Regions from separate parts of the Mus musculus genome. Here regions 2, 3, 4 and 5 are each linked to region 1. Evidence: chromatin contacts called from public Micro-C and promoter capture Hi-C data. All regions are on one chromosome and are shown on one strand. Each heading gives the region's core, a stretch centred on a gene start, on an enhancer-like site or on the middle of the called end of the contact. The rest is flanking DNA. Distances are from core to core; before and after follow the strand shown.

Region 1 (5,123 bases), core at 1,838-4,337:
TGGATGGCTGTTCTAAACGACCTTTCTAGGAAGCCAAACCTCAGGGGTCCACACTGTACAGCCTAGGCCCATCACTGTGCTTTGTGTGAAATGGGGTTAGGGCACACTATGGTCGTTAGATATGGTGGCTTGCACCTATAATTCCAGCATTTGGAAAGCTGAGGTAGGAGGACTGACCACTATATCCAGACCAACTCTGGCTACACAGTGAGTTCCAAGTCAGCCAGGAAAAGAAATGAAAGAAAAGAAGCACGACGGGAGCTACACGAGGATGCTTTGCAGAAATGTCTATACTCAACTACTGACACTCTCAAGGCTAGAGAGATTGGCTTAGCAGGGAAGAGCACTTGCTGTTCCCAGTATTCATGTCTGGAGGTTCACATCTGCTTGTAACTCCAGACCAGTGGATCTGAAGACCTCTACTGGTCTTCTCAGGCACTCACATACATGTGGCATATTCGCAAACATATACACACCTTTCTGCTAAATCTAAAAAAAAAAAAAAAAAGCCAGATATGGTGGTGCCTGCCTTTAATCCCAGGACCAGGGAGGCAAAAGCAGGGAGTTCCATGCCAGCCTGGTCAATATAGCAAGTTCCAAGGCAGTCAGGACTACAAAGTGAGACCCTGTCTCGAAAGAGAGAAAGAAAGAAAGAGAGAAAGAAAGAAAGAAGCAAGCAAACAAGCAAATAAACAAATAACTAAGGAATGACTTTCCACTGGGAACTCATCTCTGATCCTGGAAGTAGCACTACATTAATGCTCATACACAGAACATCACAAAACAACTAGACCCCAAATGTAGGAGGGAAATGTGTTGGGAAGCAGGGGCTGAGAGGAGTGGGAGAGTGGGGAGGGGATGGCAGAGGGTGAGAAGGGACAAAAATGACCAAAAGCATATACAAAATTGCCAGAGAGTAATTTTTTTTTTTAATGTGATTTTCAGGGTAGGCAAAATGGGTAAAGGCAATTGCTTTCAAGTGTGAGGACCTGAAGTTGATTCCTGGGACCCGCACAGTAGGAGAGAGAGCTAACTCTCAAATAACTGGTCTCTGACTTCCACGTGGTGTGTCATGGAACTCAGTTGTGAGTATCAATAAACGCATGTGAATGTGCACCCACACACACACACACTGAATAAAATGTCCTAAGAATCGGCTTGGGCTTGAAACGGTGCTTACCGCTAAGCCTGACCAGCTGAGAGCCATCTCCAGCACTCGTACAGTAGACGGGGAGAACAGATGGCCCCTGGGGCTGTTTAAACAGAAGATAACCCAGATGACCCCAGGAGAGTGCAAACTGAGGCACAGCCAGAATTGTTACACTATACGTCAGGAATTATTTGGTGACAAACAATGTTGCCTCATATTCAGGAAGGCCATAAAAGTCTAAGGGCCTCGGTATGTGCAATGTGAGATACAAAGGGCCTGCAGGAATTTTAGCCACTGCATTTCCTGATTAAGACCCACGGGGTGGGATTTACTGTGTATTGTGCCTGTTAGTTCTGTACACACTCGGGTCTAACAAGTATCTGTTACTTAGGAAAGAGGAGTGGCTAAAAGCCAAGGCGATCGTATTCCAAATTTGGACCACATCCCAAATCTTGTTCAGTGCAAGATGTCAGCAGGTAAGGTCATTGCTACCAAGTCTCATGATCCGAGTTCCATCCTGGAATCCACATGCTAGGAGAGGGATGACTTCTTCAAGTCGTCTTCTGACCACTAGATACTGGCTGTGGAGCATGCCCTCTCCCCATTAAAGAAATACAATGTATTAATAATAATAATGATGATGATGTCTTGTTCAGGTTCCCAAAGAGTCAAGGAAACAGCTAAGTCAGGTTGTTTTGTATCTAGATGTGTGAACTTGTAACTTATTTAAGATTCTCAGGTTCCTTTTCTCTGAACTAAAAACTCTTGGCTTCAGGGGTCATAAAAATACAATTCTGAAATCCTATCCTTCATGCAGATATTTAAGACCCGAGGCTACACTGTATAGAGTTGAGCTCTGCCCTAGATTCATAAAATATACATAAAGCATAAGGCTGGAGCATCTTTAACCAGACCAAAGAGTGTATGTGTGTCAGCACATACAGATGTATTAGGTATCCGTACAGCTGGGCCGTGCAATCTACAGTCTAAGTGGCCGAGGAAAAAGACAAAACCTGGTGTAGGTTAGAGCGCAAGGCAGGGGCAGAAGCAGTGGGAAGTTTTGACACAAAGTTGAAAGGGAAAGGAACTCACATGGGTGTATGGAAACAACAAGATTGTGGAAGGCAGGCACACTGGACAACTTCCAGAAATTTCTAGAACGAGAGCTGTCAAACTATGCTGACTAAAAGCCACTTTCTCCACCAAATTAAGACTCACTACTAAAGAGAAAGGAATGGTGGGAAGGCCGCCCGACTGGGGCAGTGGGTGTGGTGAGATGGTTAAAGGCGCTCTGAGAAGTAACGCGGGCTAGAGGGGATGGAATATGCGGGCAAGAGAGGATGAAGTATGCGGGCGGGAGAGGGCGTGGAGTAAGCGTGGACACCGAGGGGAGCAGCCCGTGGGCCATCGGGCGCTCTTTAGGGCTGCACGGTGCGGCGAGGCCGCCAGCCATCCCGGCGCGCATGGGGTTAAGCCTCCGCGGCCGAGGGCAGAGCCCGGTTTCCAAGGAAACGGCTCCACCAGTTCCGGCGGCGCGGGCGCGTACCACTGAGCGGGGGAGCCGGCGCGGAGGACGCGGAGGGCGCAGCGCGGCTGGCCGGCTCCTAGGGCGCAGGCCCGATCACGCCGGTGAGTTCGCCGCGTCCCGCCGCCCGCGGCCGTGAATCGGACCCGCGCGACTTAGGCGGGGGAGGAGCGGCGCGCGGCGGCCCCAGAGTCCCCCCGCGCAGCGGCCGAGTGCGAGCAGCCCGGGGCTGGGCAGTTTGAACCGCGGACGGCAGACAAAGGCAGCAGGAAGCCGTCCGCAGCCCGAGCGCCCGGCCCGGGCCTCGCCGGCGCGCGCAGCAGCGACGCGGCCGGGCGCGGGATGCCGCAGGGCGCGGGGCGGCGCGCGGGCGCGGACGCGGCGCCCGCCCCGGCCGGGATGTGAGGCCCGAGCGGCCGCGCGGGGGCGGGAAGGGCGGCAGGAAGGAAGCGCCGCTCGGACGCGCCGGGAGGAGGAGCGGCGGCCCGGCCGGAAGGCGGGGAGGGGCGGCCGTTGGCCCGCGGCGGGCCGCTCTCGGCGCCTCCCGGGGCGGCGGCGGCGCCCGCGCCTCCTGCACCCGGCGCGGCGTAGCGGCGGGAGGAAGATGGAGACCCACATCTCGTGCCTGTTCCCCGAGCTGCTGGCCATGATCTTCGGCTACTTGGACGTCCGAGACAAGGGTCGCGCGGCGCAGGTGTGCACGGCCTGGCGGGACGCCGCCTACCACAAGTCGGTGTGGCGGGGCGTGGAGGCCAAGCTGCACCTGCGCCGGGCGAACCCGTCGCTGTTCCCCAGCCTGCAGGCCCGGGGCATCCGCCGCGTGCAGATCCTCAGCCTCCGCCGCAGCCTCAGCTACGTGATCCAGGGCATGGCGAACATCGAGAGCCTCAACCTCAGCGGCTGCTACAACCTCACCGACAACGGCCTGGGCCACGCGTTCGTGCAGGAGATCGGCTCGCTGCGCGCTCTCAACTTGAGCCTTTGCAAGCAGATCACCGACAGCAGCCTGGGCCGCATAGCCCAGTACCTCAAGGGCCTGGAGGTGCTGGAGCTGGGGGGCTGCAGCAACATCACCAACACCGGCCTTCTGCTCATTGCCTGGGGGCTGCAGCGCCTCAAGAGCCTTAATCTCCGCAGCTGTCGCCACCTCTCGGATGTGGGCATCGGGCACCTGGCCGGCATGACGCGCAGCGCTGCCGAGGGCTGCCTGGGCCTGGAGCAGCTCACTCTTCAGGACTGCCAGAAACTCACGGATCTTTCCCTGAAGCACATCTCGCGAGGGCTGACGGGCCTCCGGCTCCTCAACCTCAGCTTCTGCGGCGGCATCTCGGACGCGGGCCTTCTGCACCTGTCGCACATGGGCAGCCTGCGCAGCCTGAACCTGCGCTCCTGCGACAACATCAGCGACACCGGCATCATGCATCTGGCCATGGGCAGCCTGCGCCTTTCCGGTCTGGATGTGTCGTTCTGTGACAAGGTGGGAGATCAGAGTCTGGCGTACATAGCCCAGGGACTGGACGGCCTCAAGTCCCTCTCCCTTTGCTCTTGCCATATCAGTGACGATGGCATCAACCGCATGGTGCGGCAGATGCACGGGCTGCGCACGCTCAACATTGGACAGTGTGTGCGCATCACGGACAAGGGCCTGGAGCTGATCGCTGAGCACCTGAGCCAGCTCACGGGCATAGATCTGTACGGCTGCACCAGGATCACCAAGCGCGGCCTGGAGCGCATCACGCAGCTGCCCTGCCTCAAGGTACTTAACCTGGGACTTTGGCAGATGACGGACAGTGAGAAGGTCAGGTGAGGGCGGCAGTTCCAGTTCCCCCGCCCCGCCCTGTTCATCCCAGGACCACCACTGTTCCGCACACTCACGCGCGCACTTACACGTTCAGGGCAGTGGCCGCGGTGGGGCGATGACGGAAGCCTGGGCTCTCTTCTCCTAGTCTGGCGCCCCTCTCCACTGCGTCTGGAGTTGTTCTGCTCCCTCTACCCACTCTCCTTTCCCAGTGAGGGGAGAGATGGACCCTGCTGTTTCTCTGCCCACTCTTCTGCAGGGTATGGAGACTTTCAGCCACCGACAACTGTATCCTGGGGCACTGCATTTGGAAATGGGGTGGGGGCGGGGAGGGACTAGTCGTTTCAACCCCGAGGAGTTGAGGAAAGATGCCTGCCTTCACTTACACTTTCATTTGGATACTGTGATCTGGCTTTTAATTCCAAACGTGTAGAAAGCAAGCCCGACTTGAACAGCCTTCTCATCCACTTTGTAGCCAGTCTCCTCTCATCGCTGCCCCTTTGGTATCTGCAACTCACTTCGGTTCTGGTTTTGTTCTTGTTCTGTTTTTTTGTTTTGTTTTTTATCTGCTTCCTTTTTAGTTTTCAAAGAAATTTGAAATCATTGTTCTTTTTTCTTTCTGCTGAGTATATTCTCATATATATATATAT
Region 2 (5,123 bases), core at 1,139-3,638, 1.4 Mb after region 1:
AACTCAGAGATCCACTGGCCTCTGTCTCCTGAGTTCTTGGATTAAAGGTGTCCCACCACGGCCCAGCAAGGAGGTATTGTTGAGCAGGAGTTGGAGACAAGTCTGGGCGACATTCTGCCTTTTAAAAAAAGAAATTTGAGAAGGAAAACAAAGCTCTCTGTGGGCTTATCAGACCCAGAAGGCTCTGTATAGCACTTGCCCATCACTGCCCTCCAACCTGAAGCTTCAGTTTATCTGTCTCCTTCAGACTATGAGGAAAAATACATGTGGCCTCTGAGACTGGCCAGCCAGGCAGCGTGCCCAGAAAGAAACAGAAACACCAGCTGCCCTCCACAGCCACGGCCCAGCAAATGGTGGCCAGAGATACAACCACAGACAAAATGTCCAGTGACCACAGACCCACAGTGGGGGCTTCTTATGGACGGGCAGTTTCCAACTCTCATCCTTGGAACCATCAGATTCACTGTCTCCCTGATGAGGAATGGCTCTTTGGTCTTGAACACAGCCTAGATGTGGGTCCCCAACCCTCAGCTTCCCACTAGAGAGCAAAAGGGCAGCTGGAAAAGCATGCAGTGCCCTTCGGAAGGTCTAAAAGGCTGTGTCATCAGGCCTTCCTTCCGGAGGCCAGGCACCCAGCACTGTGCCCCCCCCCCCCGTAGGCTATTCTTTCTTGCAAATAAGAGGAACCAGGTAACCTCAAGCTGTGAGCATCACTTCCCCTCCCCCAGCCTCGCCAGTAACTGCCCTAACAGCCCACTTTTCAGGTACACCCTCAACTCATCCTTCAGAGCTCCAGTAACCTGGCCACCTTGGGGCTACTTAAATCTCTTTATAGAGCATGCCACATCCAGCCGGCTTCTCTTCACTTGCCATCACCAAAGCCTGTACCCAACTCCACCCCGCAGTAGCCAGGAGATAGCACCTTGCGTCAGTGGGTGAAATGCCTGCTAACCCAGCTGTAATAAGCCAACCTCCCTGCCATTCCCTCTCTGGGCAAGAGAGGCAGTAGAGGCCAGGACACACACAATCGCCACCCTGCTTCCCCACCACCACCCAGCCGAGTCCTTCTTAGAGCTCAGCCCACTCAAGTATTAAAGCCTCTGAACTCAGCCCCAGCACTGGATCAGGCTCCCCCCCCCCCCATGGAAACACTCAGAGCTGACTGCCAGGGTAGTGCCTGGGACCAAGTCCCAGGGGATGGGGCAGGGCTGCAAAGTCTCCTGGTTGGGTAGAGCTGGAATGTGGAAAGTCCACATCCTTCTTGTGGTTTCTCCCAGCTCCATTCCACAGCTAGCTTATCCTAGACCCGGCTTCAAGGTAGTCTTCCAGTAAGGGCAATCCTGGCCATGGCACCAGGCAGTAGCCTGGGAAAGTAGGGGAGCCCTGCCTGGGTCCTCAGGATGCTCTTGACTCAGAACTATGTGGCTTATCAGATGAAGGTCAAGCCCAGCCTAGAAGTCCCATACTCAACACCACCTGGTCCTTTACAGAGCTCTTCATTCCAGCCTCTCACCACCCACAAAGTTCTACCCTGATCCGTCCCTGGTCCACACTTATTTGTTGAGTATGTAAATGAATGTACGAAAGAATGAATGAACGAATGTGTGAATCCTTGTGGGCCCAGGCCACTTGGTGGCTGAAGACTGTGGGTTTCTTCTAGAATCCTATAGGGTTATTCAGCCAACCATTCAACAAACTTTTTAAAAACATCAGCAACCAGTCTGTGCACATTTTCAAACCATTTTGGGTACTGGAGATGCGGAGGGGTCAGCCACTTCCTCACAGTTCAGGCGTGAGTGTGAGCTGTGCACACAGTAGTGCCCACGGGTGTAGGAAAGGTGCCCCTCGCTGCAGTCTTCCAAGGTCTGTGTTCCCTGGGTTGGGGTTCCAGGGCTTTTGCAGGGCCCATTTGTGGGCTGTAGCCGTTCCTTGTTGATTTTTGTGGGTGGCCATAGCGGAGCGCAGCGAGACCTCAGGCCCGCCTTTCCAGCTCTGCGCGCACCTGCCGAGTGGCGCGCGACCGCGGGGACCCCGGGTCCACCAGGAGGCCTGCCCGAAGCGGACCAGGACCGAGCGCTGAGGGGGACCGCGAGTGGCGCACGCCCCAGGCCTTCGAGTGAGTGCCTTCCCCTCAGCTCCGCGGTGGCACCCTGTGGCCGGCGCCCTCACCCCGCCTCCATCAAGGCGCAAGAGCCCCGCCATCACGAAGGATCGATAGCATACGAAACTGAGCTCCGTGCCGACCCCGTCCTCCCAGAGGGGAACTGTGGGGGCGCCCAGTAGGGTGGGCATACTCACCACGCAGACGCCGCTGCGCCGGTACCGGGCGGCGAACGGGCTAAGGCAAAGGTTTGCGGAGCCACACTCGGCCCGGCGCTCTACTCCACCTACCTTTCCTCGTGCTCGCCCGGGAGCCCCGCCCCTGTGATAGCCCCGCCCTCCGGATGCTCCGCCCTCCGACTGGCCACACTTTGCGGAAACCCAAGGGTCCTACCGGCTCGCTACGGGGGACAGGAAGGAAGGTACACCCGGAACCTGCGCTCCCCAGAGTCCCCAAAGCCTGGGCGACCTGCCCTCGTGAGGATGGGGTGTCATACTTGATCCCGACCTCTCCGCATTGTCTTGATGTATTACATAGCAGGGTTGGCACACTCAAGACTAGTGACCCTGTCAGAATCGGCCCTATCAGAGATGCTGGGAGGTCCCTATTGTTTCTCCTGCGCAGCTGCTTGCAGAATTTTTAAACTCTTGTGGGGAAGGCAGGGATGGGGGTTGCGGGGTTCTCGGTCATGGAATGAATCAGCAAGGATGAATGTGGAAAGAACCAGGAGGCTAGCAGATAATCTCAAACTGCTAGCTAGTTCCCCTGTCCAGAGAAGTCCCAATGCTATATACTTAAGTGCCAGCCAGTACCCCCAAAGGACACGTGACAGTGACAAAAGTGAAAGAGAAACAAGAAAGTGAATTCTGGAAGTATGAGGAAGTAAATAGAACCATGGAAATTGCTGTTCCTGAGCAGAGAAACTGGATCTGAGAAGACAAAAAAAAAAAAAAAAAAAAAAAAAAATCACATGGTTGGTGTGTGTTTGTGTGTGTATGTGTGTATTTAAGCCAGAGGTCAGTGTTTTCCTTCATCACTCTCCACCTTTCCACCTTTTTTTTTTTTCTTTTGAGATGGTGTGGGGTGAGGGGAGTGGACCAGCTTCCCAGCTCCACGCGTGATTTCCCTAGGCTGACTGCCAGGTGAGCTCCAGGAAGCTTCCACTGTGCACCAATAACAATGGAATTGTAGATACACACAGCACTCTATTTTTTACATGGGTGCTAGGGATCCAAAGTCCAGTTCTTACGCATATGAAGTACTTTACAAACCGAGCCATCTCCAGGGTTTCTTTTTCCTCTTTATATTTTCCAATTCTTCTTAAAGGAAGATGGCTCTAATTTTACGATCAATAAAAGTTACACTTGAAGCCGGGCGTGGTGTCGCACGCCTTTAATCCCGGCACTTGGGAGGCCTCTGTTCGAGGCCAGCCTGGTCTACAAAGTGAGTTCCAGGACAGCCAGGGCTATACAGAGAAACCCTGTCTGTCGAAAAACCAACCCCACCCCACCCCCCACTCCCCCACCCCCCCACCCCCCGCCAAAAAAAAAGTTACACTTGAAATCACATAGTGGAAGAGCTTGGTGATGAACAGCGGGGGCAGGGTTGGAGAGATGGCTCACTGGTTAAAAGCACTTCTCACTCTTACAGAGCATCCATCTGGGTTCAGTACTTAGCACCCATATGGTGGCTGACAATCATCTGTTATTCTAATTCCAAGGGACTGACCCCCCTTCTGGCCTCTATGAGGACCAGGCACACATGTGGTGCACATATATGCAGGCAACACACACACACACACACACACACACACACAGAGTTTTTAAATTTAAAACATGCAAGCTGAATTATCTAGATTTCAAAGTGGAAAATAATGAGAAAAAAGTTTTGTTTTTGTCTTGTTTTTTTTTTTTTAGACAGGCTCTCACTATGTAGCCCTGACTGGCCTGGAACTAGCTATGCAAACCAGGCTGGCCTAGAACTCACAGAGCTCCTCCTGCTTTTGCCTCTGGGATTAAAGGCGTGCATGATCATGACCTGAACACGTAATATTTTTAACTGGGATTCTCTCCGAGGTGCTTGGCAATCAATGCAAATGAAAAAGGGAAACTGATTTCACAACTTCATAAAGATGGAACATACCAATTTTCACTTTAATTATTCATTTATGTATATGAGTACATTGTAGCTGTCTTCAGCCACACCAGAAGAGGGCATCGGATCCCATTACAGATGGCTGTGGGCCACCGTGTGGTTGCTGGGAATCCAATTTTCACTTTAAATGAGTCCAACCTTACCACTGAACTATCAGTGAAACTTCCAGTTTTAATGTGCAGCCTAAATAATCTCTAAATTAGGAAGTGTTAAAGGGAGGAGCTAGAAATTTTAGACAGAAAGAGCTTCATTAAAATAAGTGTAACTGGTGTGAACCCAGGGGCCTGGTGTGAACACAAAGGTCTGGTGTGAAGGGGCATTTCTCACCTAAACATTAGAGATCACAGAACAATCACCTCCCTGGTCCTAGCTCCATACTTCCTGTGACACAAGGAATAGGGATGGGCTAGGGTGGGAGAGGGCAAAGGCTCTGTGCTGCCTGGCACACTGTGCTACCTGGCACGCTCTCTCCACCCAGCCAGCAGAACCTGGCGCACACAAGCTGCGTGTTCTTTGCCCCTGAATATTTCTAGGACCACGTAGACCCAATCGTATTCCAGAAATTGTTCTGAATATATAACCTTGTAGGCTCAACTTTTTTGCAACCTACTTTTAATAAAGGTTCAACGTCTCCTCTAGCCCACCACCCAGCAGAGGTGGGAGAAGAGAAAATTAGGCTATGGGGGAAGTGGACGGTGCCATAGTTCTTTGGGGGCAGTTCAGTCTCGTAGCAAACGCCAAATAGAACTCAGCAGCTGCAGATCAGACTTCTAAGCAGACAGACACCACACACAAACTGGCAAGGACAGTCCAGTCGAAGAAACTGCTAGGCTCACCAAGCAGCCTGAGGCGAGGCCGCAGAAGCAGC
Region 3 (5,123 bases), core at 1,527-4,026, 1.3 Mb after region 1:
GCACCTACTATATGCTTGGCACTTGGACTATATTCTAAGAATATACTAAAAAAACCACACTGTCCTTGGCTCTGTGGTGTTACTCACTGGCAGACCACCTGTCCACTTGTTCACCAAGACCTGTCAAAGCCCTACCACCACAGGACAAAATATGACCCTCAAACAACAGCCAAAAGGCCTCTATTCTCACAGGAGGGGGTACAGGCTGTAAACAAGATTCCATCATTACTTTCATTTTATATATATATACATACACACACACACACATATACATACACACACACATAAGAAAAGAATTTTCTAGAACCTGATAAACACACTCCCCTGTTCCTGCACTATAGTTCTCCTGTGGAGGACTTGGCCTCCCACATTCTAACAAAGAGAAGGGAACTGGGGATTGGGGGAGGGGAGGACCTGGGTTGTGACTGCTAAGCTAAGAGCATGTGAGGGCACTGCTTGTTTCCAGTGCACCAAGTTTTTCCTAGGCTAAAACCCCGGGCAGTGATTAATGCTCCTAAGCCCCGGGTTCTGTGAAAATGTTGTAGTTTCCTAACCCTCACCATGGACGTTACCCCGACTTCCCTTCCGTAATTACCACATCTCCCTTCTTCTCCACCCACTCGCACAAGGAAGAAGAACCACCCTATTATTCTTAATGCATATTTGGTTAAAAATAAAAAGGAAAAATATTTTTGCCAAAAAGATGGAACATCGAAGACAAAAAACCACTGTTCAATTTAGGAAGATTCACAAGTGTGCTTTAGTCAGAGGATTTTCCTAGTTCTCAGAGAGGAAACAATAGACTTAGTTCTCTAGACATTAAACTGAAGCTTTTAATTTCCTTTTCTGAAAACTCACACGCAGTGTGGGTGAGGAGCTGTAGTCCTAGCACTTGGGAGGCTGAGGCAGGAGACTAAGTGTGCTTGCTACACATTACCAGGCTAGCCAGCACTACAGAGCAAGAGTGTACTTCAAAATACCAAGGGATAAAACACGTCAAAAGGAAGGAAGGAAGGAAGGAAGGAAGGAAGGAAGGAAGGAAGGAAGGAAGGAAAGAAAGAAAGAAAGAAAGAAAGAAAGAAAGAAAGAAAGAAAGAAAAGAGACAATAAAGCCCACTGGCAATGACTACTAAATGCAGCCCAGGAGACCTGCTATCTGTCAACAGCACAAGCACTTTCCCCTGTGGCACTGTCAGCACCTTGTGTCTCCCTTATCCCCAGGCTGGGCTTTATGTCCCTTCAGTTTGATTGAATTTAGAGCCTAAAGTCAGGTTCTGAAGCGCTGCTGGCCTGAAATCATGACTCAGACTACTTCTGAACCATCTAGGACTACACACAACTACAATTATAATAGTCCTAATATTTAAAAACTTCAATGTACATTTAATATTTTAAATAAATTTCCCCAAAAATGATTATATGCACTTAAAAAATACAACCTTATGCAGGTTATGTACAAAACACTGGGCATCTCGGCACTCAAGAGAAATGGCGTAAGGAGCAAGAGAGCACTGGGTCGTAGTGGTGTTTGTAATCCCAGCACTCGGGAGGCAGAGGAAGGAGGATCTCGTTGAGTCAGAAGCCAGCCTACTCTACAGAACAAGTTCTAGAGTTACATAGAGAAACACTGTCTTGGAAAAACAAAACCAAACAAACAAAAGGGGGGGGGGGGCTCAGTGGTTACCATTAAGAGCACTGGCTGACCTTCCAAAGGGCCCAGGGTTCAATTCCAGGCATCCACATGGCAGCTCACATTTAATTGTAACTCTTGCTCCAGAGGATCTGACACCCTCAACTCAGACATACAAGCAAGTCAAATCACCAATGTATATTAGAGATCGAGAAAGAAATAGAAAGAGAGAGAAAATCAAGAGGCCAAGCCCATTCTCAGTTAAAACGATTGTACACCAGCCTGGGCTTCAGGAGACCCTGACCTGAACTCATGATTTAAGTACTATTTTCCATAAACTCTAACTCATTTCTGTGGCTTGTGAGTGCAATCAGAAGAGGCTTTCTCGGGTTGGAGAGATGGCTCAGCGGTTAAGAGCACTGACTGCTCTTCCAGAGGTCCTGAGTTCAATTCCTCTTCTGGTGTGTGTCTGAAGACAGTGTACTCATATAAATAAAAATAAATAAGTAAATAAATAAGTAAAATAAAAAGGCTTTCTCATTCGACAAATATTAATGTGCACCTTAGGTTCATGATTACGTCTGGAGATGAATAACCCCGATTTAAATAACGAAGATCCTCAAAACGAAACGCAAGCTGCTCTTTCCCCTCAGTCTCTTTCCTGTACTATAGTGAAATAGCGCTTCAGGGAAAACAAAAACAAAATACTTTTAACCTCTGCACAAAACTCTTCCGGATTAAGCGTGGAAACGCCAGAAAAAGGGGGGCTGGCGAGATGGGAGGCAGTCAGCTGCGGGCTCTGTGACAGGCAAGTGGAAGCAGGAGACCAGCAGTCACGTGAGATGCGGTGCAAGGCCCTCTCACTCCCCTGGGTCTGCGAACCATCCCGGCACACACTACCCGCGCCCGAGTGTCGGCGGTCCGCCAGGCTCGCCCGATGAACGCAGGCCACCCGAAGACCCTGCTCTGCAAAGCAAACGTCAACACTGTCCTCCGGACGGCACTGCGGCTGCGCTACACCCAACCTGGCCCTCACCTGCTTCTGTACATCTGCATCGCTGAGCGCCATGGCGAAGGCAAAGTCCGGCCAGGGGACAGCTTCGAATCTGGGTTCAAAGTGGCGGCGGAGCAAACCTGAGACGAAAACCCTGGGAGGTCCAGCTTCCTTTACTTTATAAACCCCGCTTCCGGTTCCGGCTTGGTGACCAAGGGGCCGTAGCCTTCTCAACCAATAGATCGAGAACTGTGCCCGCGGAAGTTCTGCCTTGGCTCCGCCCTTTCCCAGGCGCATGCGCAGAGCGACTCTTTTTTTTTTTTTTTTTTTAAACTGACTCGTGACTGCTTGGCAAGGACAAAATACTTCAGAGACTTGAGAGAGCTTTAGGGATTCCCTCCCTCCTTCCCTCCCTCCCTCCTTTTCTCTTCCTTCCTTCCTTCCTTCCTTCCTTCCTTCCTTCCTTCCTTCCTTCCTTTGTTTCTTTTCTTCCTTCCTTTTTTTTTTTTTCTCTTTTTCGAGACAGGATTTCTCTGTGTAGATGTGGCCGTCTTGAAACTGACTTCATAGACCAGCTGCCTTGAACTCACAGACATCCTCCTGCCTCTGCCTCCCGAGTGCTGGGATTAAAGATGTGCTCCACCACCACCCGACTAGGGATTTTTGTATCAGACTTTAATCAGAATTATTTATACTTCTTCAGCGGTTGTTTTAGTAAAACAGTTGAGTTGTTTGTTTGTTTACAAACAAAAGGTTTGAACTCCTGAGTTTCCTGCCTCCATCTGCTAAGTGTTAAGATTATGGACAAGGGACCGGAGAGATGGCTCAGTGGTTAAGAGCACTGCCTGTAACCACAAAGTAGCTCACATCCCTCCTTAATGGTATCCCACGCATGCCCTCTCCTGGTCTGTCTGAAGACAACGACAGTGTATTCACATAAAATAAATAAATAAACCTTAAAAAAAAAAAGATTACAGACACGTACCAGGTTAAGACCCCGGTAAACAGTTTACATAATTTACTCAGCACTCAAAACCAAAAATAAAATGTAATAAAATAAAATAAATAAATAAAAGCATTGCGTGGGAGGCATGCCTTTAATCCCAGCCCTTAGGAGGTAGAGACAGGTGGATCTCTTTGTTAGAGGCCAGAGTCTACAGGGTGAGTAAACCAGGCTTGGTTAACAGTGAGTTCCAGGATAGCCAGGGCTACATAGAGAAACTTTGTCTCAAATAAACACATAAAGATCTACTCACTGCTTGTGACATAGCTCAGTTGACAGAATGCTTGCATAACACATGCAAAGTGTTGGTCTATCCATGAGCTGGTGTGCGGCGAGGCATTCTTGCAATCCCCACATTCAGATGGCCCCTGGAAAATCATAAGTTCCACATCAAGCCTGGAAATTTGAGTCCTGCCTGGACTAGAGATTAAATAATAGTTTTTATTTAAACCCAAGCCATAGGGCTAAAAACAGGGCTCAGGGATTAAGAGCACCCTCGTCGAGAGGGCTCAAGTTTAATCTTCAGCACCCCTATGGCAGCTTACAACTGTTACTCCAGTTCAGGGAGATCCAATGGCTTCCATGGGCACCAGGCATACAGGCAAGCATCCATATACATTTTAAAAGAACAAAAACAAAACCCCTAACAGATTTAGCATTAATATAAATAAGCCCTTCAATATTTATTATTAAATAAGAATTGTGTGAAGGGCTGGAGAGATGGCTTAGTGGTTAAGAGCACTGACTGCCCTTCCAAAGTTCCTGAGTTCGAATCCCAGCAACCACATGGTGGCTCACAACCATCTGTAATGAGATCTGATGCCCTCTTCTGGTGTGTCTGAAGACAGCTACAGTGTACTTACATATAATAATAAAATAAATCTTTAAAAAAAAAAAGAGTTGTGTGAAAACATAGCATTTGGACTGGGTATGTATACAGGGCCTAACAGACCACTCCAATGTGCAGTTTGAGTTCAGGGTTTAAACTTTTCCATCCCTAACTCTTTTTAAAGAATGACAGGTTTGCCGGGTGGTGGTGGCGCACTTGGGAGGCAGAGGCAGGTAGATTTCTGAGTTCGAGGCCAGCCTGGTCTACAGAGTGAGTTCCAGGACAGCCAGGACTATACAGAGAAAACCTGTCTCAAAAACAAACAAACAAACAAACAAAAAAGAATGTCAGTTTTATATTACCTATAGTGTTACATGGATATAAATTAGACTTACAAGTCAAATATTGATAATAAATCATAAATAGTTATTGTCTTAGTCAGGGTTTCTCTTCCTGCACAAACATCATGACCAAGAAGCAAGTTGGGGAGGAAAGAGTTTATTCAGCTTACATTTACACACTGATGTTTGTCACCAAAGGAGGTCAGAACTGGAACTCAAGCGGGTCAGGAAGCAGGAGCTGATACAGAGGCCATGGAGGGATGTTCCTTACTGGCTTGCTTGAGTTCCAGTCCTAACTTCCTTTGGTGATGAACAGCAATGTGGAA
Region 4 (5,123 bases), core at 1,003-3,502, 1.2 Mb after region 1:
TAAGAACCGTCGGACCAGAGCCAGACTGAAACAGAGTTGCATATTGGTAATAGTCAATGGCTGGTGTCACACTAACCCATATGGGACATTCAAGCAGACACAGGCCTCTGAGGCAAATCCATTCAGAGGAAGGAGGTCCCGATCATCTTGACCCCCTTTAAGGGGCAGAAGTACAGCACTTCCAGGCTCCCAACACCTTTCATTTCCAGGACTTTTGGCAGCATGAGAATAAGCAGAGGGAGAAGTTACAATGGGGGTGAGTAGTGGGTATAACGAGCACTCAATATCACAGTGATTAAGAAGGAGCCAAATCTCTCTTATCTTTCTGCTTTCTGGTATTGTTAATTATTATTAGGCTATAGTAATGACAACTGAGATGCCAGCTAAGAAGGTTAGATAATGATAAAAGATAAAGATGGAAGTGAGTGATAGGAGGATCAGGGAGACCAGGGAGGAAGGATCAAACAAACAGTCAGAACATAATGGCTTTGACACAAGTATGTTAAGAAACGCCACAGCACCCAGAGTGTCTGTAACCCCAGCACCCAGCAAGTGCAGGAAGGATTGGTTCAAGGTGCAGAGAGCTTGTTGCTCCCTAGTCTGGGCTTCATGCAACCCTTTTCAAAGGAAAATGGTGTGATACATGAAGAGCACAGCAGTTCAGGGCAAGTCAAACATGGAGGCTCCAGCCTGGGCTACAGACTCACAAAAAAGTTCCACGGAGCCCTCCTGTATCCCTCCACCCCCATTCATGAGGTATCTACAGAGTAGCTGCGTTTTGAAAACATTCAAAAACAAACTTTAAAAATAAAAATGGGATAGATAGCGTGTAGGGGTTGCTAACTCTCACCTACAGGGCAGTGTGAGGGAAGATGAAGTATCTTAAGGTTAGTTGGCTCACAAAAGGCACACTTGGATATATAACTTAAGGATTTTAGTGTTTTTAAGTGCTGCCTTACAAAGACACAAGAGGTTAGTTATTAAAGTAATTAGAATAGGTGAGGGAGGAGGAACGAGCCAGGCCTCCCACTTACACATCTATCTCACAAACTCGCTCCCTATTATTCTTTCCAGGGTTGTACCTATCTAAACAGCCGAATTTGAGTGCACCTAAGGGGCGGTGTTTCTGGCGAGGTGGACTAAAGAAGCAGCCAGGACTCTTAGAGTAGAACTGCTCAAGCGCAAATGACCAATACAAATAGGCGCTACTACAACGTAGTTTTTCCAAACTTCTGGGCTATTTCGGGGGTGATTTTTTCCCCTTCCGGTTTAGACAGAATTCCACCGTCCTAAATAGCAGTTAACTTTTCTAAAGTCCGAGCACCTTCCTCTCGGAGCGTATTCCCGCAGCCCGGGCAGGTCTCCACCCCCACCCGGACACACGTCCTTAGTCTCCAGGCTCTTCCCCATCCCCCAGCCTCCCAGCCACATTGTGAGCACTCGCGCCCGCAGCAGCCGCGCTCCGCTCCGGCGAGGGCAGTCAGAGGGCTCAAAGCCAGTCTCCTCCAGGGCGGCTGCACGTGTCCGTTCCCTGGGGTGGGGGAAATTGCTCTTCCCGCTAGGCTGCTGATTGGTGCCTCCCCCCTACTCCACCCTTCCCGCCACACTCTACCCCTCCATCCTACTCGGTTCCAGCCGAACCAGCCCCACCACCTTCTTCCCTTGGAGAAGCGAGGCACTTTAGCGCTCCCTTAAGTCCCGTTCTCAGATAGGCTAATAATAGTAATAATAATAAAAATAAAAAAGCGCTAAAGAACAGGTGGAAAGCGCGTCGTTTCCCCGGGCCTCCGGTTTCCAGCGTGGACGTCCCACTCGCTCTGTCCCGCGCCACCCTCCACAGCAGTAATAACTGAAATCCCACACGTGCGCACTCCCGGAGCGAGTCCCCAGCAAGAGCACCACCCCGCGGGCCCTTTAAAAGGACTCGACCACTGAGGCCACGTGGGGGTGGGAGAGACCCTTATTGTCTTCCGTCACCAAAGTCGCCGAACTCCCCGGCCCCAAACACCTGCACGGCAGAGCGCGGCTCCCACCCGCCCGGCCGCCCGCGGGCTGCGCGCGGGCCCCTCCGCGTCACGGGCGGCCCCTCCCCGGGCGCGGCTCGCCCGCTCCCCCTCCCCCGCCCTCGGTGCAGCTGTCCGCGCAGGGGTGGGGGCGGGGTTGTTGTTGTGGTGCGCGCCGGCCCCGCCCCCTCCTCGTGGGCGGCCCCTCCTCCCAGGTTTCTGCCGGGCCCCCTCCCCACCCCCAGCCCCATCTGTTTTCCTCAGCGCTGAGTGGATTATATTGTATGGGATTGGGGGCGGCCGCACGGCCGCGGCGGGACGGGGCGAGCGCGCGGCCCCCGCCGGCTGCCCGAGCAGCGGCCGCTTGAGCGAGTCGGACCGCCGCCCCCCGCCCGGCCGCGCCTCCGCTTGAGCTCACGCCGAGCGGCGGGAGCCGCCGCGCGCTGAGTGAGAGGCGCTGCCGGCGGCCGGAGTCCGAGCGAGCGAGCGAGAGCGAGTGAGCGAGCGCGGCGGGGAGATGTGCCCGGAGGAAGGCGGCGCGGCCGGGCTGGGCGAGCTCCGCTCCTGGTGGGAAGTCCCGGCCATCGCGCACTTCTGCTCGCTCTTTCGCACGGCGTTCCGCCTGCCCGACTTCGAGATCGAGGTGAGTAGCCGGCGCTGCGCCCTTTCTCCGCGCTTCTCTGCGGGGAGTCGCGGGCCGCCGACTTGGCGCGGAGTGCGGGCGGCGAGGGGGCTCGGCGGCGGGCACGAGGCTGGCGGCCGGCACGGGCTCCCCGTGGCCCCGCGCGCTCTCGCCGGCGGGGGTCGAGCCTGCTTTTGTCGGCGCGGGACCCCGGGGCTCTCCCGGGACTTCTCGGCCGGTCTGAGGGCGAGAGTGCGCGCGCGCTCCCCGCTGGAGCCTCGGAGGCGGCGAGCAGCTGCTCAGGCGGGGACCGGGACGCGATGCGGGCTCACGCGCCGGGGGCCACAGCGGCGGGGCGGGAGCGGCCTCGGGCAGGGGCGGCGTTGCTCGGGAGACGCTCGCCCGGGTCGCACTTGGCGGACTTGCGGAGGCCCGTAACTCTCGGGCGCTTCGAGTCAACTTCGGGCGGGCGCAGATGGGGCCTGGGCTTGGGGCGTTCTCCTTGTGGGACCGCCCGTCGCTCACCGTCGCTCGGGACGCCGAGACTGTGGAGGGAAAGTTTGGGCCCCCCTCCCTTTTAAAACAGCTCCTCTACGGAGGAAGGCGCAGCCGTCCGTATTCCGGGAGCTCTCTCTCTGAGTTGATTTCGCCACCATTATTCCCCCGGGCGAGCGAGGAGGAAAGGAATGGCTTTCTGGCCAGGCCGAAGGTGCTTTCAAGACCCGAGGCTTTGTGATAACTGGACTAAAATCCGAGGGTCCTAATGACAAGGACGGTGGCGGGAGTGTGGGAAACGGAATGTATAAGATGGTCCGAAGCAGCATCCTGGCATTTATTTTTGGAAGGAATTGTGAAATACTGATTGGTTGGCAGGTTGAGTTGCTTTTTTTCCTGTCTGTAGGGACTTAATCACCCTTTTTTTTTTTTTTTTTCTTCCTTGGGACAAAGGTACAAGAAACTGTTGTTGGTCAGTTACTGTTTTCAGTTTTGTGACTGCCTTTACAATGGAAGTAATCAAAATTAAAGTAATTTATTTGGGAAGTCTGACCGTTGTGGTTGCCTCTTCACCCCCCCCCCCCCCGAATCTTGATTTTAATTTGTTGACTCTTGAGGTCTTCGCACACCTTTATTTTTTAAAGTCCGTTGTGTTTGCAGAAATATCACTTGCTTCTATGAATGAAGCGTGGGAATTTCCTCGTGTTGCAAAGTTAACGAAATTGGAAATCTAAACCGATTACAAGGGGTGTAGGTTAGGAAGGTGAAGAGGAATGTGGACTGAAGTTGGGGCCATTCGATGGCTTTTGGAGGGACTTTAAAACAAAGTGAAAAGGTTGGTAGGATTTTCCAGGTCGTGGGCTTCTCCAGGCTTTAGGAAAATGAAACTTGGCAATTAAACGCAACTCAAAGCGTTTATTTACAAAGTTTGAACAGGAGTGTAAGGACCATTTTTGTGATGAAATTTTGTAATGAAATCGGACTACAAAGATTAACGATTTGAGGAATCTTAAAGGGGAAGAGATGATGATTAATGATTCTGATGTCCTGTGTTTCCTTTTAGTTAGTTTGAAATCTTGAGTAGTCTAATTAAATCCTGCTGTTCAAAATGGCTGCAGTGTGTGTGTGTGTGTGTATGTGTGTGTGTGTTGGTGCTTGTGACAATTGCTGTCTTGGGTGCTGATAAACCTGTCCCAACCCATTTTCTTTCAAGAGGAAATAAATTGATGTGCGGATTACAAATTGAGTACATTTGAAAACGCCACTGTTGGAGAAATGGCACTTTCCCAAGTCCTTGTATTCCCATTTTGTTGATAAAAAGGTAGAGGAAACTCATTTTGTCTTAATTATACTCAACATATTTAAAGTTAACCTCTAATTTCTATCTTTAAATAGTAAACTTGAGGTTCTCAGTGTTTGTTGGCCTAATTCCTCTCGGAAATGTAAGCTGTTACTGTCCTTTACATGGTGAATAATCAGGTCTACTTGACATGGTGTCTCTTAATTCTAGTGGTTAAGAAAAAATTATGCTGTGTGGGTGTACATGTGTCAGGGAGTGCTTGTGGAGGTCAGAGGACAGTTTGAGGGAATTCATTTGGTGGTGAGAGCCCCAGGAGTCAAGCTTGGGTGGTCAGGCTTGGTACTAGTTTCCTTCACAGGGAGCCATCTCTCCTATGTGTTTCTTGGAAGATGCACTTTGTTCCTTAAAGTGTGTGTTACTTGAAACAACATTCAGCACATTACTATCCTGATTCCAACATGTACATACCTTAAATACTACCAGCCATTTCTCCCTTTCCCTATGGAGATGATCAATAAATGTGGAACATGATAGTGGTTTTCCCCTTCTGTATTTCCTGTATTTTATTTAGGGTTTTGATTAGTTACTGAAAGATGAAATATATCTAAAATTCTCATTCTCTTAAGAAATTTGACTTTGATCCATCAACAATGCAGAGTTCCCCAAAGATGCTAACAGTAAATTTGTTTTTGTTTTTTCTTTG
Region 5 (5,123 bases), core at 761-3,260, 1.1 Mb after region 1:
GATAGATAGATAGATAAATAGATAGACAGACAGATAGATAGATAGATAGATAGATAGATAGACAGATAGACAGATAGATAGATAGATAGATAGACAGACAGATAGATAGATAGACAGATAGACAGATAGATAGATAGATATGGGTATTTGTTTATATTTTTAAAATATATACTCAAATATATATCTTAAAATACATAGTGAATAAAAAGTGTTCTGACTTTCTGTTTATTAATGAATTCTTTTCTGGGCTACTTTGGAGCTAGTTTTAGCACATGAACTGTGATGCCATCATAAATGCTGAACTCAAGAAAATCTCTTCCAAGAGTCAGTCAACAGGCGTGCATCCTTCTTCCGGCCCTCAGTGCTGGGTTACATCCACGCACTGTCACACCTGGCTTATGCCCTGCTGGGGATCCCACTCAGGGCTGCGTGTGGCCCAGGCAGGCAGTCTTCTCACTGAGCTACATCCCCAGCTCTGCTCTCACGGGACTTTAAAAGTTATTTGTAACGTTTATTGTGACAAATGCAATGTTATTTGTCAGTTAATGCACACAGAAGATCCCTGAAGGAAATTACTTCCAATTTGCAAGAGACTGTTGCCCTGCTTCTGAGGTCAGAGTCTTGTAAGGGTCTGTGATTCACAAAAGTAAACACAAAGAGCATTTTATTCTGCAGAGGTCCAGCATGCTGGGGTGTCCCATTACCAAGATAGAAAGAGAGACACAAGTGAGCTCACAGGTCTGATTTAAAGCACACTATGGAATTCCAGGGTAGGCTAGGCTACAGCTATAAGTCGGGTCCATCTCTACAGACATTCTATTCTTGGGTGTCGGGGGCTGGAAACTTGCTGGGGGCTGGGGAGGGGGGATGTCTGGAAACTGCTGCTGAGGACATAGCTGAGGAAGTCTGGATTTCTGTGACTGTGGATTTGAACTCAGGTCCTCAGTTTATGTGGTGAATGTCTTGCACACTGAGCCACCTCCTCAGCCCTGAGAGAAGGGCGGTAAGCCATCGTTGAGTAGAAATTTCCTCCCCGAAGGATTGCATCCTGGACGGATGTGCATTAAAAACTCAGAAAGTAAATTAAGTAGGAAGTACAGAGCTCAGAAGTGAATATTATATAATTCACAATGGCCTTCTGCAAGGTTATCTAAGCAGTGATAGCTGCCGAGAAGAATCTCCAACCCCAGAACTCAGGTCTGTGATTCATGAGTTGTTGGCCACACTATGTGCTCCATGGAACACACTCAGACCACCAGGCTTGCACAGTGTGTTCTTTAACCACTGGTCCAGATCACCAGCGTGCTGGATTTTTGTTGGTTTTATTTATTTGCTTATTTATTTATAAACAAGATCTCGTTCTGCAGGCCAGGTTGGCCTGAAATTCACTGTGGTACAAGCTGGCCTTCAACTGACAGGCAGTCCTCCTGCCTCAGCCTCCTGGAGGCTCGGATTACCCACTGTCAGGCATGATTTTTAAATTGTTTCTTAAGTTCTGTCTGAACTCTTACTTGATTACTTATTTTTAGGTGTGTAGACATAGGTTCATGTGTATACATGTAGGTGTGCTGAGCCTGGCATTCGTGTGGAGGTCAGAAGACAACCTAGGGTGTTGCCTTTGCCTTCTCATCTTGCCTTGCCCTTTGCCCTGCAACAGAAGGTGGTCATCCCTGTATTTGTCCCTCCACCCCCTGGAACAAGAGTAAAAGAAGCAATGAAGAGAAGCGAAGGAGCAGAGCTGAGGCGTCTGAGCTCGGCTGGGCATACGACAGAGGATCCATAACAGACCTCTCCTGGGAGCTGCAACATTTCCCTCTGCTGAGGAGGCTGTGTGTGCCTGGGTTGCCATGTCTCAGGATGCTCCTTCCACTGAGACACCGTGCTCCCTGCTGCCATGTTGGTGACAGCAAGAGCTTTATGTTTGTGCTGTCACGCACGCTACTCACATCCCTCCCCTTTGTGACTCACTCACCTGATTCTCCCAGTCTCTAAGCCTAGAATCCAGAGCGCAGGCAGGGGACCTCCTGGAAAGGGTGAGAAAACTGACTTCCACCTGCTGCAGTTTTGGGTCTGTGCGTCACCATAACCCTCAAGCTAAAACACCGGACCCGGCCAGCTGGGGAAAAAGCATCTAGCATGGCTCTGATCCTCATACTCAGAGCACATGATGCTGAGGTGAACACAACCAATCCCCTTTTGCCCTTGGTGCTGGGCCTGTGGGATCTAGTTTTGCTCTCCGGAGTCTGTGCTTTGCCAGGGCCACGGTCTTGGAGTGACAGGCAAGCGACAGGATTACTCGAAATTACTCTCTGCATTACTCGAAAGCTCCTGGACTACAGTTGCTCCGGAGCATAGGCTGGCAGAGGTCTCCCCTGTCCTCCTGCTGCTCTGAAGTGTACTACCCTTCTCTCAAGAAAAGCGTCTGGAGCCAGGCAAGGGTGGGGCACACCCTCATTCCCAGTACTAGAGGCTGAGGCAGGTAATGCTCTGTGAGTTTAGGGCTATCCTGATCTACAGAATGAGTTGCAGGATGGCCAGGGCTACACAGTGAAACCATCTGGTTGAAATTCCCCTTTCTGGCTTTTTTTTTTTTTTTTTTTTTCAGGAAAAAAAAAGTTGCTTTTTTGGGTCATAGTTTTTTATCACAGTAACATAAAGAAACTAGTGCACATCCTGACCCATGTCTGCTTTGTCACCTCCCTCAGGAGACAGATAAGTTTCCCTCAATGTCCTGCTCTGATCAAGAGCAATGGAGGGGGGAGGAGGGAGACATTGCATGGTGACAATAGGTCATTTTATTCTATGCTTTCCCCCAAGAATAGAAGCCCAACAGGCTGTTCCATGATATACATACTCAGCCCAGTCTTTAGGCATGGCTCAATGGAGTCACTGTACAGAAACATACAGCTTAAACTACTTAATAAAAAAAAATAACTGCAGGCATCTTGATTATAGAGACAATAGGAAGTATGGGCCAACGTAGACAGAACAATCAGATAGGGTGCATGGTATAGAAAACACAGAATTACCTTTACCTACTACTCCAGGACTTGGGCATGGAGTCTCAGGAGTAGGAACGCTAGTCTAAAGGAGACTGGAAAAAGTGGGTCCTTTGTAAGACAAAGATTTAAGTATCAAACATAAGTGCAACAGCGGAGTCAATCGAAGCTTTACTGTTTGGGACTGAGAGGGAACACTGAGGCAGAATGTCCTTTTGGATAAGAGACATGTGGGATTATTAATGCTGTGGGTAAAGAGACAACGGCATAACAAAGTCTTTGAAGACAGTTCAGGCTCACATGGCCAAGCAGAAAGGGCTGTCTCACAGGTTTTCAAAGATCGGGGGAGGTCCCATGCCAGGAGGTAGACAAGTTGTCCAGACTACAAGCTTGTAATCAGGTTGTCTCTCTGACTCTAAGGCAGCACTGGGACTGGGATGTGGTGTGGTGGGGGGAGGGACAGTTCTTGAACTCCTGAGAGGAATGTGAAGAACACCAACTGGGAAGACTCATTTAATTAACTTAACGGACGGACCGGACGTTATGTGGGATGTGTTCTGATAACCTCTAACAGTATGGAGTTATCAGCCTGGGGCCTGTATGCAGAATCAACTGTGAGGGTGCAGAGAGATGCAGCTGCAGATGGGTGTGACCTGCCTGCCTGGTCTGAATTCTAACCCTTGTGAGGAATGAAGAGAACAGGGTGTGGGGGGGGGTGGGGGCAGTTAGTAAGAATGGGGAGAGGCCACAGAGGTGAGAACAGGCATTTCTTTAAGGGATCCATCCTTCCTGATGGCTCAGTAGGGCTAGAGAAGAGGAAAGCATGAGGGAAGGTTGTCACTGAAGTTGGCTGCTATGGAAAGGTGGTGGTTGTGTGAAGGAAATAAACTGAACGGGAACGAGTAAGGTGTTGCAGTAAATCCCCACCCCAATAACCCCATGAAAAGAACACACGATTCAGTTGTAATATTTATAAGCTTCACGCCTAGATTGGGCAGATCTACCACTGCAGTACCGTATTCCCCAGCTACGAGATCCCTTGTTACATGACGCTTCTCCAGGCCACGTGATTCTGCACCATCTTCCTTCCACTCCTCTTCCTCTGCCTTCCTCTGTCTCCTCCATCTCCTCATCTCCCTCTCTAAAACCTCCACCCCCACCTTTCCTTTCCACTGCCCAATCACAAGCTCTAGCCTTTATTTGACCAGTTAAAATGGGGAGAAGGTTCACATGAAGTCACCAGATAGATAGATAGATAGATAGATAGATAGATAGATAGATAGATGTACGTATGTATATAGTCACAGAGAACCCCGAACTCAGAGGAAAAAGATAAATGATCTATAAACACTGATTCTTTCTTTCTTCAGATGGCCAACAACCCACCTTCTGCATCCCCTCCTCTCAAGTATTTTCCAGGATACTGGGGCTTCTTTGGTCTTCAGATCTTTTTTTTTTTTTTTTTTTTTTAAAGATTTATTTATTTATTATATGTAAGTACACTGTAGTTGTCTTCAGATACACCAGAAGAGGGCACCAGATCTCATTACGGGTGGTTGTGAGCCACCATGTGGTTGCTGGGATTTGAACTTCAGACCTTCGGAAGAGCAGTCGGGTGCCCTTACCCACTGAGCCATCTCACCAGCCCCTGGTCTTCAGATCTTGAAGGGAATATGCTTAGTATTTTTCTATACCAGCTTGGCATGGCTACAAGCTGAAAAGAGAGACCTGTTCCCAAAGGAAGTATTCTAAGACTACCCAGGGTAGATCTGTTCTGTCAGAGGCCCAAAGCAGCTAAGGACAGGCCTTTTCCCTTATGGGATGACCCTAAACTTTCTCAGAGTAAAAAGTTGACACAGCTCTACCAACTGTAGTGGTCAACAAAAGTAAGCCCCAGCTATGGAGAACCAGACTTCTATAGATAAAGGGGCAGAGGCCCTTCTGCCACCCTCCCCTGTAAAACCCCATTCACTTTATCCAATTGTTTCCTAGTTGCTTATTCCTTTACTTGTCCCCAGATCAACTGCACTCCCTCTGCAGGAGATGGAGTGGAGAATCTTGCTCCATCTAAACACTGGTTCCTTTTTCCCTAACAAGATCTAATGCAGCTAAGGGAAGAACTAA

The links. Promoter capture Hi-C pulls out the DNA fragments that hold promoters and counts their contacts. Hi-C and Micro-C count contacts between places; a contact is called where the count stands out from the background. Capture Hi-C pulls out chosen DNA fragments and counts their contacts.
Region 2: a contact with region 1 is called in a promoter capture Hi-C map of pre-B cells, with 5 times the contacts expected there. The contact joins the promoter of Bid here to the promoter of Fbxl14 in region 1. A contact is called at or near these places in 1 of 39 promoter capture datasets (pre-B cells) and 1 of 484 Hi-C or Micro-C datasets (B cells).
Region 3: a promoter capture Hi-C map of liver shows a contact between it and region 1, with 5 times the contacts expected there. The contact joins the promoter of Atp6v1e1 here to the promoter of Fbxl14 in region 1. A contact is called at or near these places in 3 of 484 Hi-C or Micro-C datasets (B cells, CD4 T cells and CD8 T cells), 1 of 115 datasets of contacts at active chromatin or transcription factors (pancreatic cancer cells) and 2 of 9 other capture datasets (adipose tissue and liver).
Region 4: a Micro-C map of embryonic stem cells shows a contact between it and region 1, with 4 times the contacts expected there. The contact joins the promoter of Cecr2 here to the promoter of Fbxl14 in region 1. A contact is called at or near these places in 1 of 39 promoter capture datasets (pre-B cells) and 2 of 484 Hi-C or Micro-C datasets (both in embryonic stem cells).
Region 5: a promoter capture Hi-C map of pre-B cells shows a contact between it and region 1, with 7 times the contacts expected there. The contact joins the promoter of 1700072O05Rik here to the promoter of Fbxl14 in region 1. A contact is called at or near these places in 2 of 39 promoter capture datasets (liver and pre-B cells).

What each region holds. Positions count from the first base shown.
Region 1 is chr6:119,476,581-119,481,703 of GRCm38.p6, forward strand. It overlaps Fbxl14 (F-box and leucine-rich repeat protein 14), which reads left to right and starts at 3,088. Exons shown (of 1, transcript NM_133940.3): 1 at 3,088-5,123. The coding sequence starts at 3,280. The coding sequence ends at 4,482. All of the region lies in intron 1 of Wnt5b (wingless-type MMTV integration site family, member 5B), which reads right to left.
Region 2 is chr6:120,914,436-120,919,558 of GRCm38.p6, forward strand. Bid (BH3 interacting domain death agonist) reads right to left here and starts at 2,389. Exons shown (of 6, transcript NM_007544.4): 1 at 2,299-2,389.
Region 3 is chr6:120,819,922-120,825,044 of GRCm38.p6, forward strand. It overlaps Atp6v1e1 (ATPase, H+ transporting, lysosomal V1 subunit E1), which reads right to left and starts at 2,777. Exons shown (of 9, transcript NM_007510.3): 1 at 2,667-2,777. The coding sequence starts at 2,699. It overlaps Gm38889 (a long non-coding RNA gene), which reads right to left. Exons shown (of 3, transcript XR_869411.3): 3 at 3,887-3,995.
Region 4 is chr6:120,664,062-120,669,184 of GRCm38.p6, forward strand. Cecr2 (CECR2, histone acetyl-lysine reader) reads left to right here and starts at 2,253. Exons shown (of 19, transcript NM_001368706.1): 1 at 2,253-2,646. The coding sequence starts at 2,521.
Region 5 is chr6:120,552,786-120,557,908 of GRCm38.p6, forward strand. 1700072O05Rik (RIKEN cDNA 1700072O05 gene) reads left to right here and starts at 2,011. Exons shown (of 4, transcript NR_045733.1): 1 at 2,011-2,175.